Linked DNA regions of Danio rerio: all the other regions are linked to region 2. The links are chromatin contacts, called in public HiChIP or PLAC-seq maps. All regions are on one chromosome and are shown on one strand. The core of a region is the stretch at or near the end of the contact, and the rest is flanking DNA. Distances in the headings are between cores, read along the strand shown.

Evidence for each region. HiChIP or PLAC-seq counts read pairs in DNA pulled down with a chosen protein or histone mark.
Region 1: an H3K4me3 HiChIP or PLAC-seq map of embryo shows a contact between it and region 2, with 3 times the contacts expected there. The contact joins the promoter of chst1 here to the promoter of cry2 in region 2. A contact is called at or near these places in 1 of 18 Hi-C or Micro-C datasets (caudal fin) and 1 of 4 datasets of contacts at active chromatin or transcription factors (embryo).
Region 3: an H3K4me3 HiChIP or PLAC-seq map of embryo shows a contact between it and region 2, with 4 times the contacts expected there. The contact joins the promoter of zgc:101566 here to the promoter of cry2 in region 2. A contact is called at or near these places in 2 of 4 datasets of contacts at active chromatin or transcription factors (caudal fin and embryo).

The regions. Positions count from the first base shown.
Region 1 is chr25:14,955,897-14,960,490 of GRCz12tu, forward strand. It overlaps chst1 (carbohydrate (keratan sulfate Gal-6) sulfotransferase 1), which reads left to right and starts at 2,704. Exons shown (of 2, transcript NM_001003518.3): 1 at 2,704-3,172; 2 at 3,965-4,594. The coding sequence starts at 4,024.
Region 2 is chr25:14,801,014-14,806,044 of GRCz12tu, forward strand. It overlaps cry2 (cryptochrome circadian regulator 2), which reads right to left and starts at 3,402. Exons shown (of 11, transcript NM_131786.2): 1 at 3,141-3,402; 2 at 1,321-1,429. The coding sequence starts at 3,298.
Region 3 is chr25:15,026,598-15,031,031 of GRCz12tu, forward strand. zgc:101566 reads right to left here and starts at 1,901. Exons shown (of 3, transcript NM_001005996.2): 1 at 1,711-1,901; 2 at 799-892. The coding sequence starts at 1,716. LOC141380932 (a long non-coding RNA gene) reads left to right here and starts at 1,871. Exons shown (of 3, transcript XR_012400324.1): 1 at 1,871-2,046; 2 at 3,246-3,306; 3 at 3,392-4,434.

The sequences.
Region 1 (4,594 bases), core at 1,454-3,953, 150 kb after region 2:
AATTGGGGTTGCGTTGAGCACACAAAGATAAAACCGATTTCGCAAAAAGCCAAGCGTAATCTCACATTTCTGAGATTGCAAGACACTGAACTGGGGGAAAAAGCCCCATTTTAAATGCCAATGTCTGGCTTCAGATGAAAGGATAGAGAGGAAAAAGACAGTAGATGAGATGAAGAATGAAAGAGTGCAGCTTTGTGGTCATGTTGAGTTGTGTATTAGTTCCTCCATGGTTGCACATTTAGCTGAGGTATTTACAGATTGAAGTTTAGACAGAAGAAATGAAAGGATTCATTTCATCCATCTCATTTTTAAAACGGCATTATCCTGAAGCTAAGATCAAAACCAAGATGCAAAATAATGACAATTATGATGAGATATTGGTTTTAAAAAGCCTTTGAAGTTGAAAGAAATAGTTCACTCTAGATTAAGTGAAATTAAATTACTATTTCATTTTCAATACAACGAGAGTGAAAAGAAACAGGCTCTTTCAGATATGTAGAAAAAAGCAAAATGAAAGTCTCATATAAGCAGTTAATTATATTTTAAGACAATATATTAAATTACGGGCGAGACAGTGGCACAGTAGGTAGTGCTGTCACCTCACAGCAAGAAGTTCGCTGGTTCGAACCTCGGCTCAGTTGGCGTTTCTGTGTGGAGTTTGCATGTTCTCCCTGCATTCGCGTGGGTTTCCTCGGGGTGCTCCGGTTTCCCCCACAGTCCAAAGACATGCGGTACAGGTAAATTGGGTAGGCTAAATTGTCCGTAGTGTATAAGTGTGTGTGTGAATGTGTGTGTGGATGATTACCAAAGATGGGTTGCGGCTGGAAGGGCATCCGCTGCGTAAAAACTTGCTGGATAAGTTGGCGGTTCATTCCGCTGTGGCGACCCCGCATTAATAAAGGGACTACGTCGACAAAAAAATGAATGAAAGAATGAATATTAAATTACACTCACCGGCCACTTTATTAGGTACACCTTACTGTACTGGGTTGGACCCCCTTTTGCCTTCAGAACTGCCCTAATCCTTCTTAGTTCTAGATTTAACAAGGTACTGGAAATATTTCTCAAAGATTTTGGTCCATATAGACGTGAAAGCATCACATAGTTGCTGCAGATTTGTCGCCTGCACAATCATGATGCGAATCTCCCATTCTACCATATCCCAAAGGTGCTCTATTGGATTGAGCTCTGGTGACTGTGGAGGCCATTTGAGTACAGCGAACACATTGTCATGTTCAAGAAACCAGTCTGAGATGATTTGCGCTGTATGACATGGTGTGTTTGTTATCCTGCTGGAAGTAGCCATCAGAAGATGGGTATACTGCGGTTATAAAGGGATGGACATGGTCAGCAACACTACTCAGACTGTGGCGTTGACACAAGTCTTAATTGGTACTAACAGACCAAAAGTGTGCTAAGAAAAAATCCCCCACACCATTACACCACCAGTCTGAACTGTTTGTTACAAGACAGGATGCTTTAATGTTGTTGATTGCAAATTCTGACCCTATCATCCGAACGGCAGAAATCGAGACTCATCAGACCAGGCAATGTTTATCCAATCTTCGATTGTCCAATTTTGAATTGAATCAAGAACTGTGGTGTGAATTAAAGATCAGCTATGCTCTCAATGCACTGATGCACATCTGAACAAACATTTCTATTCAGTGACACGGTAATGTTTAAACGAATTAGTTTTTTTTTTTTTAATGGTTTATTGTAACACACAATTTACAGTATATGGACACACCTTGCCTTTTAGAATTTTACAACTTAATCGTTTCCATTTGCTTATATGGACAAGAAAAGTCAGAGCGTTCTGCTTTGTTTTCCATGGATGAACATAGGAAAGTTTTTGAAGAACAGTAAGAAAATAATATTTGTTATGGTGTAGCTAATGTTAAATGAGATACAAAACTTTACAAAAATTAACCATGGCTTTACTGCTACTGCTCATTCATTCGTTTTGTTTTCGGCTTAGTCGCTTTATTAATCAGGGGTCACCACAGTGGAATGAACCACCAACTTATCCAGCATATGTTTTACACAGCAACCTTCTAGCTGCAACCCATCACTGGCAAACATCCATATACACCTATTAACACACTACGGACAATTTAGCTAATACAAACAAACTCACGCAAACACAGGGAGAACATGCAAACTCCACACAGAATTGCCAACTGACCCAGCCGGGGCTCAAACCAGCGACTTTCTTGCTGTGAGGCGATTGATACACAACTACTACAACAAAAATGATTTCTTTTAAACTATTAGAACTTCAATTTAACCAGAGTTTTGCTTCATTTAGGTACTCTATACATACAAAATGCATTTGTATTAAACGGTGGAATTAAAAATATATGGCTACTACACCTAAAAAGTGTTAATAAACCAATAACAGCACTATTATTATAACCAACAAAGATATATGAAACAAAATACAAATTACGAGCAAAAAACAAGGTCTGAGGAACCTACACCCACTTATAATAAACAAAAAACACTATTTTTAAAAACATACTGTGGCATTACATAATTATCTTCAGCCTTCCAGTCAGTCGGTACTGAAATCCACCAGCTGGCCGTGTCTGCCCTCGCATATATTCCTAAATACATGCTTTCGTCAAAAATATAGCGAACTGAAATTTCTAGATGCCACCAGTTCACCTCATATAAACTAACTCGGCGTTCATAGGCTTTAGCATTGAACACAGACGTGTTCAAAGGGAGGACGCGTATAGTGAACCAAATCTGCCTCCCCCCGTGCTGTTTTCCCCTCCCTCAGCCTTTGTCAACTGTGGTTTTGAGGGAAGGGGATGAATATTCGTAGGACTGTCTACGTTTGACTTAATCTGGGACCAACTGGCACACCTCTCTTCAGTCTTCTCCTCACGACAAACCAACGAAATATCTGTCCGGCGTTTCGCGTTTAGTCACAGAGAGATGTCTGAGGATGCGCATCAATACCTTATTCATCCGTTGTCTCTCCGCGGAGCCTGTCTTTGAATGTTTTCCCCGAGCATGAATGGGGCTGCTTGAGGATATACGACCTTTTCTTCGTTTTTTTAGGGAATAAGGAGCCCTTCGACATTTGGAGATATGAATTAAAGCGATAAAGCGTCTATGACGGGCGTTACGGGACGACTACGCGAAGCCATCACGGCATATGGTGATTTTTTTCTCTTTTGTTTAATTTTTCGTCATGTTCTCATACAGCTTTATATGAGGCAAGTATATCGAAGTGTTTATTTTGACGATATTTTCGAGGCAACTGGATTTCGGAAATGTTTCTGCTGGAATAGGGGGAATAAGTTGCTCACTGATTTATACAGTCAGATCGGATCTGCTATTTTTTTATTTTCAACTGAATACCGAGTTGTGTTGCACTGCGGTAAATCAGAACTCGACGCGCGCGGTCGACGACGGCTGCCTTTCAAACATTTCACAATAAGCATGCATATGGTATTGTGAGGGATTGCAATTAAAGCATCTCTCTACAGGTGCCTGAACTGGTGCCAGTTTGTGGAAAAGAAGCGATTTTGAAACCTGCCTGAATTCTAGACGCAGGTTTGCACGAACCTTTGCTGATTTCCCCAAGGGAAAAACAAAATACCTCAGGCTTGTGTAAAAGCCTGTAGGAAGCAGTTTAGTTGTAAGAGTTTGGCTGCATTAAAACGTTAAGTAGTTTATCAAAGTGTCATACTGCAATAAGCGACTGCTTAAGGCTTGCATTGTGAAGCAGAATGTAATGTAATATGTGTTGAAAGGAGATTTGCTTTTCCCAGAATTTAACAAGGAGTCATTCTAGTTTAAATCTTTAAATCCTAAATTTAAAATATGCTTTTTTGTTTCTGGTATTGACTCATTATTATAGCATGTTATATAATGTTATATACAATGCAAATTCATGTTCTGCTTTTTCCTGGTTTTCAAACTCACGCTGAGATCTTTTGTTTTTCAGCTTTGTCTTTGTGGATAGGATCAAATCAGACTGCATCCTCTAAATGAAGTTACCCAGCCATGCAATGTTCCTGGAAGGCTGTGATTCTGCTTGCATTGGTGTCCATAGCGATCCAATACACAGCAATCAGGACTTTCACAGCCAAGCCTTTTCATATTTGCCCTGTTCCTAACCCCCTGAACTGTGGTTTGGGGCAGGATGTGGAGTCGTTCGATCGGATGTGTGATGAGTACCCATATTTTAATTACAATTCCTCAAGGAAGACTCACATCCTCATCTTGGCAACCACTCGCAGCGGCTCCTCTTTCGTTGGACAGTTGTTCAACCAGCACTCAGATGTGTTCTATCTCTTTGAACCACTCTATCATGTCCAAACGACCTTAATCCCTCACCTTTCTCCCAGCAGATACGCTGTGGAGCGCCGAGTGATGCTGGGAGCCAGTCGTGACCTTCTTAGAAGCCTGTACAACTGCGACTTGTATTTCCTAGAGAGTTACATCAAACCGCAGCCGGCAAACCACACCACGGATAAACTGTTTCGACGTGGAGCCAGCAAAGCCCTCTGTTCTATGCCGGTTTGTGATGCTTTCAGCCCCAATGATGGCAATATAGAAGAGGGGGATTGTGTTC
Region 2 (5,031 bases), core at 2,152-4,651:
GTATAATTTCAGCATCGATATCGCAATGTGCGCAATTACAATGGTCATATCACAAAGATATGCGACTCCAGTCTGAATAATAGTTGACCAGGAGCCTCATCATTGTATTTTATTACTGTATGTATATGGAATTTATGATTTATGCAAAAACATCTCTTACTTAAAATTTGTCTTGTTTCTAGTCCAAATATCTACATGTCAAAGTGAAAACAAGATTTTTTCCGCTAGCCCACTGGCAGATCATTTCTGTAAAACTAGCAAAAAAAAACCAAAACTCTTAATTTTCACTTATTTCTTCTGATGGTAAAATTAAAACAATATTTTACTTGATCTAAGATTTATTTTCTTGATATTTGGATTGGAAACAAGACAAAAAATAAGAAAAGCATATTTATTTGCATTGTAAATATTTAATTTCCGTGCCTGAATACTGTTAAGACTCCCCAGAAAACCGTCAAATAGAGCTATTCTTGTGAAACTGTGTTCATATTGCAATATTTATCACAGAAAAACTAAATATCGCAATATCAAAGTTACCATTTCGTGCAGCCTTACTCCCTTCTATGACTAAAATGTTTATTCATTACCATTCTCCATGACATTAAATTTGAACACTTACAGTAAACGTTCTGAATATACAGAATGGAAACTATGTGAACATTCCAAAACTTCCAACAATAAAGTATTTTGTGATAATAAAAGAGAGGTAATAGTGTCTTGTTTTAGCCCAAAACAAGCAAGTTAAGCTGTGATATTCATCTGACACATTACATCCTTCCATTTTGTTGCATACCAAACAGACAACGCTGCAAAATAAACCTTATTATGGTGAAACAATTGCCTAAATCTTTACTTTGCTGTTGGACCAGATTCGAACACACACTGCCCTGCATACTAACTAGACTGTGTTTATTATGAAGTCATAGCAACTACCTAATGTTTGCTAAACTAATTAGCAAGCGGCTGATATTTGGCAATCAGTTTAAGCTTTTAAATCAGTGCTGCTGCCAAAAACAATGTATTGTAACATTAGAACTAAATGACAAACTTAAACTATTATTGAATTTCTACTAAAACAAATGAAGTTCAATAAGTAACTTAATGGTGAATATATTGAAATATCTTATTTTAAATCGACTAACTGCAGTCAACAGTTACCAAATGCCCTGATATCTCAGGTATGTATTACGCACCAGTATGTCCACCTCAGGCCTGGTGGACGTTTTCCATGTTACAAGTTTTAGACACAAATGTTTAGAAATGAAAAGCCAAAAGAGAAACAAAAAGATACAAGACAAATGTCCAGAGACGAAAACAGACCTTGAAGAGTCTAGGGAAGACATCTGTTGGCTGTCCGCGCACCACAAAAAGTCTCGAATTCAGTTTTCTCAAACTTGTGTCCAAATCCTCCAAAGATTCCAGTAAAAATCTGTGGAGAGAAATGGAAAAATATGATTTGAGCCAAACCTTTTGTTTCAAGATACCTTGACATTACAGTCTTTTTCAGTCCGAGAAAACAAGAATGATTTCTCACTAATGCTGTTCATTTTATTTTTCAGGCATAATCAGAAAATTATATATATATTTTAATGAACAAATAGTTGTACTTTAGGGCCTCATCATCAACAAATGGCTCGTTTTTAAAAATATATAATCAAGTTCTCCTAACATATTACTTAAAAAGCTTTAATTTGATTACATTTTTAAAAAATTGCTTTGATTAGTAACTGATGTTTTTGGACCAATATTTTTAGGGTGAATGAATAGTTTGCACTCATTTAAGCCATTAGTAAAACACAATGGTCAATTAAGATTATTATTTAACATAGCTGGTTAGAAATAATATAAAAAATAATACTTATCACCTATCAAAGCGTAAAAGAGAAACAAATTAAGGCCTAGATACTTTAGGGAACCTATTTGTCGTCTTGTTTTCTTACTTCAAAAGACCTCAATGTTTTTAAAGGAGTATAACAAGTATTACTTTAAGTTTGCCTGTATGTATTTTGACTATCAAAGTGGCAGAATCCACTGACTTGCATTTTACAAATCACGAAGGACCACAGCTTAAGCTAAACAAATCTTTACAATTTTACTTCAGAAAGTCACCTACATCTTTGATTGCCTTGTGGATGAGTAAACATACAGCAAATGTTATTTGCGGGTGAACTCGTTCTTCGAGGACAGCAGAAAGTCACAAATCTTATTCAATGGCTTTAAAAGACGAGACATTGGAATGAATCATAAACTTACGAAAGCTAACAAACATATTTTAACTAAACTAGATATTGAGTAACGTTATTGTCTTATTAATCATGCACAATGTTTATAATAATTATAATAATAATTATTATTATTACAACATAAGAAAAATGGGCACATAAACAAAATAATCAAAATATTTGACAACGTTTTGACAGATTTCACAATACATTATGTCTGGTTTGTTCATTCAAACACCGCATCCCTCCCTCGGCATGTCTGCTAAGACACAACACGTGAAAATACAATCGCTCCGTCACGTGACTCGAGCTTTTGCATACGAAAACAACATTTTACACACACTTTACATCAGTTTCAGTCTATAAAGATTTAGAGTTCATCGAGAAAACACTCAATGACGCAGTAACGAAATTGGTAATTTTAGCCGTTATATAAAACCGAAGTGGGCGTGAGCAAAACGACTAGCCTGTTATCATTAGCCTCCATTTGCTCTCATGGCACCGCCACGGAATTACACAATTCACGCAAATAAACATTAGTTTATCAATCGGTGTTTAAAAAAGGAAATAACATTTTAAATAGTTCAATCATTGGTGTTTAAGTTGAGTAACAAAGTTTGTTAAACTAACTTAGTCAAAACATCAACCAGGGCCGCACGCAAGCGTGTTAAGTTTTTTTATGTATATATAATAAATACGTCATTTACCACTTAAATCCGACATTCACACGAACATATTACGGTAAAATTACATTTCAGACTTACATATCAGACATAAGGCCAAAACAGCAGCGTTTGTGCAAAAGAGCTGCGCAGTTAACCGCTAACGTTACCATTTCCAATAATCACTAAAACACCAAAACAACATATCCTAATTTTCAACATAACCACAACACGCCAAAAAATAAGTGAAACCCACCTCCATCGGTTGACTCCCACGTTAGCCGAGCCTGCAAACCACGGGTCCAAAATATAAACACACCGTACAGTATCCGCGCCATTTAGAGCTTCCTGCAAAGCCGGATTATCATGAAGCCGCAGCCCTTTGCGAAACCAATGCACCGAATTCACCACCATAATAGCGCTTTATTCCATCGTAAAAGTTCCAAGGAAATCCAGAAGAGTAAACAATTCGCGATTTCAGCCGTCCTGCACGCACATTGTGGTTCAGTGTAGAGTTTGAGATGGGGAGCAGACACAGCAGACGCAATGGTTTTTTTCCGCCTCTCCCCGCGTTCATTGGCCAGCGGGCGGACACGTGTACGGATTACCGGAATGAGTGACTCGGGCCTCCGAGCTGTGATTGGCTCGGGCTCACGATGCAGGTCCAGCCCCGTCACGTTTCTTTGGTGTGTTGTTCGCCATGTTCATCGTCAAATTATGACATCAATTCGTGCAACTTGGTAACAACACTCAAGTCACGCGCAGAGTCAAGTGCTCTTTGCAAAATACCGTCTGCAGCGAGCAACGCCACACCACAGCTGGAGAATGAGGAATGTATTTCTCCCATACTGATGTGTGTGTGTATGCACACTTGCAGATGCCAAACATGTTTTATAAGAGGATCCTGAGCAAACGCAGTTGTAGTTGAGTGGTGTTTTTGCGCCTCCTCGCGGTTGTTCTTCACATTAACGAGATCAGATAAATAAAGGGTTCAGATTATGGTCAATGAACTTTTAAGGTTACTGTGGCTGAAATAGAGGTCAGGTTTGGCTCACATGCCCATGGGTCAGTGTTTCAACCTGTCTGACTAGCCTCTTTAAAAAAGTAATATGAACGAAACAAAGAATCTTTACAGTAAAATAATAAAAATAATATTTATGTATAACTGTTACAGTAGTACATTACTATACTATCTATCTGTCTGTCTGCCTGCCTGTCTGTAAATCAATCTATAATATAGTATTATATTATATAATGAGCAAATGTGTGGTAGAAAAAATTTAATTCTTGCAAATAATAACAATATAGATGTACACGAACATTGTAACAAAGAAATATATATTTTCAAATAATTTCTCATATAAAATAATAAAATGTATTGGTGAAAAAAGTTAATTCTCACAAATACTATTAATACTAGGGTTAATACTAGGGTTTCACTGTGGCACAGTCGCCTTGCGGCAAGAAGGTTGCTGGTTCGAGCCTCGGCTGGGTCATTTCTGTATGGAGTTTGCATGTTCTCTCTGTGTTTGCGTGGGTTTCCTCCAGGTGCTCCGGTTTCCCCCACAGGTTCAAAGACATGGCTATAGGTGAATTGGGTGAGCTAAATTGTCTGTAGTGTGTGTGTAAATGAGAGTGTAAGGGTGTTTCCCAGTGATGGGTCGCAGCTGGAAGGGCATCTGCTGCGTAAAACATATGATGGATAAGTTGGTGGTTCATTCGGCTGTGGCGACCCCTGATTAAAAATGGGACTAAGCCGAAACGTAAATGAATGAATGCATCTTTTAATACTATAATATAAATAATTGTGCATCAAAAGTGCAATAATGTAATCAATACTATAATAATACATTATTTATGTTACCTAGTTTGTGCAGCTCCACTCTAGCAACATGCATGTCTTATCTTTTATTTTTTATAAAAATAATAATTAGTTAATGCACAATGTTTTCTCTCTTACGACAACTCCGTCAATTAATGAGTAACTTTAACCAAGATGAAACGTGAGCTTAAACAAGTGAACTTTTATGCTGTAGTTGTGAATCCGTTCATGCACTGGCCTCTAGAGAGACTGATTTTTAAACTACAATTTACTCTATTTTCAGAGCTTCTTAATTTACCTCATCTGTATGAACTCCTTGTGCATA
Region 3 (4,434 bases), core at 651-3,150, 220 kb after region 2:
ACTACTACTACTACTAGCTTGTTTAGGTGTGGTTGATTATGAGTTGGAGAGGCAGCTACTACTACTACGAAAAGCTTGCTCAGGTGTGTTTGATTTTAGTAAAAGAAGCTACTACTACAAGCTTGTTCAGGTGTGTTTGATTAGGGTTGGAGCTGCTACTACTACCACTACTATTAGTACTGGCTTGTTCAGGTGTGTTTGATTAGGGTTGGAGCAGCAGCTACTACTACTACAAGCTTGTTCGGTTGTGTTTAATTAGGGTTGGAGCAGCAGCTACTACTACTACTACTACTACTACTACTACTACAACTACAACTACAACTACAACTACAAGCTTATTCAGGTGTGTTTGATTAGCGTTGGAGCTAAAATCTGCAGGACATTAGCCCTCCAAGGATGTCGCTAAAAAGAATACAGCTGCATCAAGAAGTGAACAAGATGTTTTTCTTTTACTTAATAATTTACCCATTCAATTGTGTTTAATTAATGTCTACACCTATTCCAATCTCAAACCAACTAGTAGCCGCAGATGAACCGCTTCGATATAATGTGCAACAATAACTTTTGTTTTCTTTAAACATCCCCTTAAAAAGTTTTTAAAAATTGTCCTAAAGTCCTAAAACATACATTTTTTATTTATCTCTTCATATAAATCATTTTCTTACTGCCATATCATCATCACATACTCAACATATTTTTATTGATCAAAATAATTACCACAATATTCAATTAATCTTCATGCTCGAAGTTGTAACCAAGATCAAAACATTATGAAAGCATAAACAAGGCAGAACATACCCTCAGGTGGTTCTTCACGCAGATAAGGTGGAAGTTCTTCATTATTTGGGTCAGCAGGTGCTTCCTCAATCACCTCAGTCTCTGTACTTGGGCCCTTAAATTAACAAAATGATACAGTTTGTACAGTTGATACATAAACATGCTTCAATGTAAACAAGTCAAAATACAGTGTATGTCACCAAACATACCATCTGTATCACATAAAATATTAACAAAGTATCCTTTATATGTTGTTTTTGTAGCATTAAGTAGTTTATTCAATTCTAAAACATACCATTTTGAACAAATACCAAAATTTCATTTGAAGTTACATGAGAGCATCAACTTGATGGCAGATCTCCTGACAACATGTCATGGTTTAAATATAAAAGCTTTAATTAATTATCTGACATTTATAAAATTATGCTAAATGCATTTATAAAAATACTTACTTAAATAACAAACAACGCATATTTACTTAATAGTTATACTGTGCAAAATATAATACATAACATGACTCAAATACCATAATAATTATCATCATCACCATCATTATCATCATCATCATCATCATCATCACCTATAACACAACTAAAATAAACTTTTCTGGCAGCAAAAACAAACAAAAGTACACCTGCAAAGCTCGTAGAGCAGGCTATATTTTGCATAATCACGCAGTTGGGATGGTATATTTAGACATCGACTCAATGTCAGCTGTCCTGTTTAAGGTTTCATCATAACCTTATCCATTATCAGAGGTAATAATTTGACATCAATACGGCGAAATCGCAGTTATTGGCACACCCCAAACAAGCTTAAGTATGTATTTAAATATATTATAAATATTCAACAGTTTGAGCTCGTGCAGAATGAGGTAAGAACAGGTTTGCTTTTAATACTGTCACGCAAAACAAAAGCAAATCCTCCACTCACCTTCATCACTGAGGCTATTTATACAGCCGTGGTTTGGAAAGGGCGTCTCTGCACTTCAGTATTGATGGAGACGCAGAAAGTAGGATGGAAATTGCGCTTAATACGAAATAAATACAGCGTTTGCTATGTTTTTTATGCGAATGTAAGCGGAAGTGACGTTGGGGATGTTTACGGAATTCGAGGGATCATGCTGTTGTTCGTCGATAGGCGGCAGCAGAAGGTTATTATATTCAGATGATGAGGAGGAGGAAATTTTGGGTGTATTTTAGCACAATTTACCTCAGTAAATGTTCAATAGGGACCGAGACGACATTTTAACGTCTCATCTTCCATCAGGTAAACCAGAACAGAAGATTTCTGTGACATATCTAGCCTTTCTGTGTTTTTTCAAAATATCGAGGCCTTTTTTGTATTTGGATGTTTAAAGCTTCAACAACAAGGCAGTTTATTTAAATTAGATTTTTAAACATATTATGGCTTATTGTTTGTAGTTTTGGATTATTTAACTGTTATAACTGTTCCTGGTTAACAGTGCTTTAGTATATTCAAACCTAGTTATTTGTAAAAAAAAAAAAAAAAAAAACTGTATTGTACAAAAGCTGAGTTTCAAACATACTTTTTTCTAAATTGTAAAATAACTTTTAATCAACTCAAAGTATAAGTATGTGACTTTTTAACTTAGTAGAACAGATATTCAGTTAAAAATGGATTCCTTGACTTTGTTATTGAGTGGCAACAAAACATATAAAAGGCAAACAAAGCTGATACTGTACTGTATGTTCAGGTTTAAGAAGCAAAACAATCATATTTACAACCTTAGACTCAAACAAAGTGTTTAATTTTTACCTAAAAAAACTACTTTTATCAAAAAGTTTTATCTAAAAGTTAAAGTTTTGGACAAATAAATGTAGATGTGACGGTTTTTGTTCTATCCACCATTTTCATCCTTTTTCAACAACTGTAACAAACTAACTTGTGAAGTGATACTATTTATTAATAATTTTGTTATATAACATATTAACAATGCAACATGTCCTCCTCTGCTGTAGGCCTAAACATACAACATCACTTCATAATTCACAATACAAACTCAATGTATTGTTATGAGACTAGGCAATGGACAATAACCATTTTCATGGTATATCGTGATTTGTTAAAATTTTTAATGTTTCTTAAAATAAAATAAAATATATTGTGTTCAAAGGGGAAAAAGTTTTAAAAAATATATATTTTAGAGCAGTGATCACAATACCATAAAGCAGTAATATTTGTATCCAAGGTTATCATACCATCAAAATCATATGCCTACATGAGACATGGCTATTATAATTTTTTTGACTTGATTTTATGAATCAGCAAACACCACAATATCAGCTAAAAAGCTGCATCAGTGTGGTACTGTAGAAAATAAATCACCTACATTTTAGATTGCATGCAAATTTTTCTTTTTGAATATACTGTCCCTTTAAGAGCAACACATGTCCCAGATTAGCTACACTTCTTTATTTATGTTTTATAAAACGTTGGCTCTACAGATCTGTGTTTTCTGACAGTGATTCAGAGGATTACGCTGACAGTAATGACAGCTGAGAAAAGGTGAGAAACCTTTAATGTCTCCACCGTTTGTTCTGACAAACTGCCTCTTACATGCTGCTGAATAATATATTACCTCATCAAAAAGAAGACTAGAGGTGAAACGGAGGTGGATTCGGCTTTTATTGGCCGGAAGTGAAATTGATGTGGTTCTGCATCCATGTCAGAGTTCACTGTGAGTGAAACTTTTCTTTTAAAACAGAATTCAGAAACAGTTAAAAGAGGGCATGAATGGACTTGATCTGTTTAGCAAATATTCAATTAGAATGCTACATTACTATGGAGCTAGATAAGTCTCAAAACATATACATTTACTTAATAAAATGTACATGCCAGGGGTACAAACTTGTCACCTTTTTGCGAAAATCACCGTTTTCACCTTGTTGTAGGTCATTTAAGTGAATTGTGCAGATTTCAGAACATTTGGATAATAACGATACAAATATACAGTTAGAATTATTAGCCCCCTGTATATTTTGTACAATTTCTGTTTAAGGGAGAGAAGATTTGTTTTCTAGTTTTAATAACTGATTTCTTTTATTTTTGCCATGCAAACAGTACATAATATTTTAGATATTTTTCAGGATACTAGTATTCAGCTTAAAGTTACATTTAAAGGCTTAATTAGGTTAACTAGGCAAGTTAAAATAAGTCATGGTATAATGATGGTTTGTTCTTTAGACAATCGAAACAAAATATTGCTTAAGGGGGCTAATAATTTTGACCTTAAAAAGTTTTTTTTTTTTTTTTAATGTAAAACTTTTAAAATTTTATGCTAGCCAAAATAAAACAAATAAGACTTTCTCCAGAAGAAAAAAAATATTATTGGAAATACTGTGACAAATTCCTTGCTCTGTTAAAACATAATTTTGAAAATATATATATATTTTTTGTGAACAATTGTTTTTATTATTTCAGTTTTTGTTTAATAAAGAGAGCATACAACATACGACTATATCATAAAACAACCCCGAATCTTCACTCCCCACCCAGGTAGACTTGTTCTATAATAACAGAAGTTAAAATATTGCTGTGTTATATATATAAAAAGAAAGAATAATGTAAAGCCAAGACAGACTAGAAGTTAGGTAAGTACAAATAAATGACTATTACATCATGAGATACATGAAC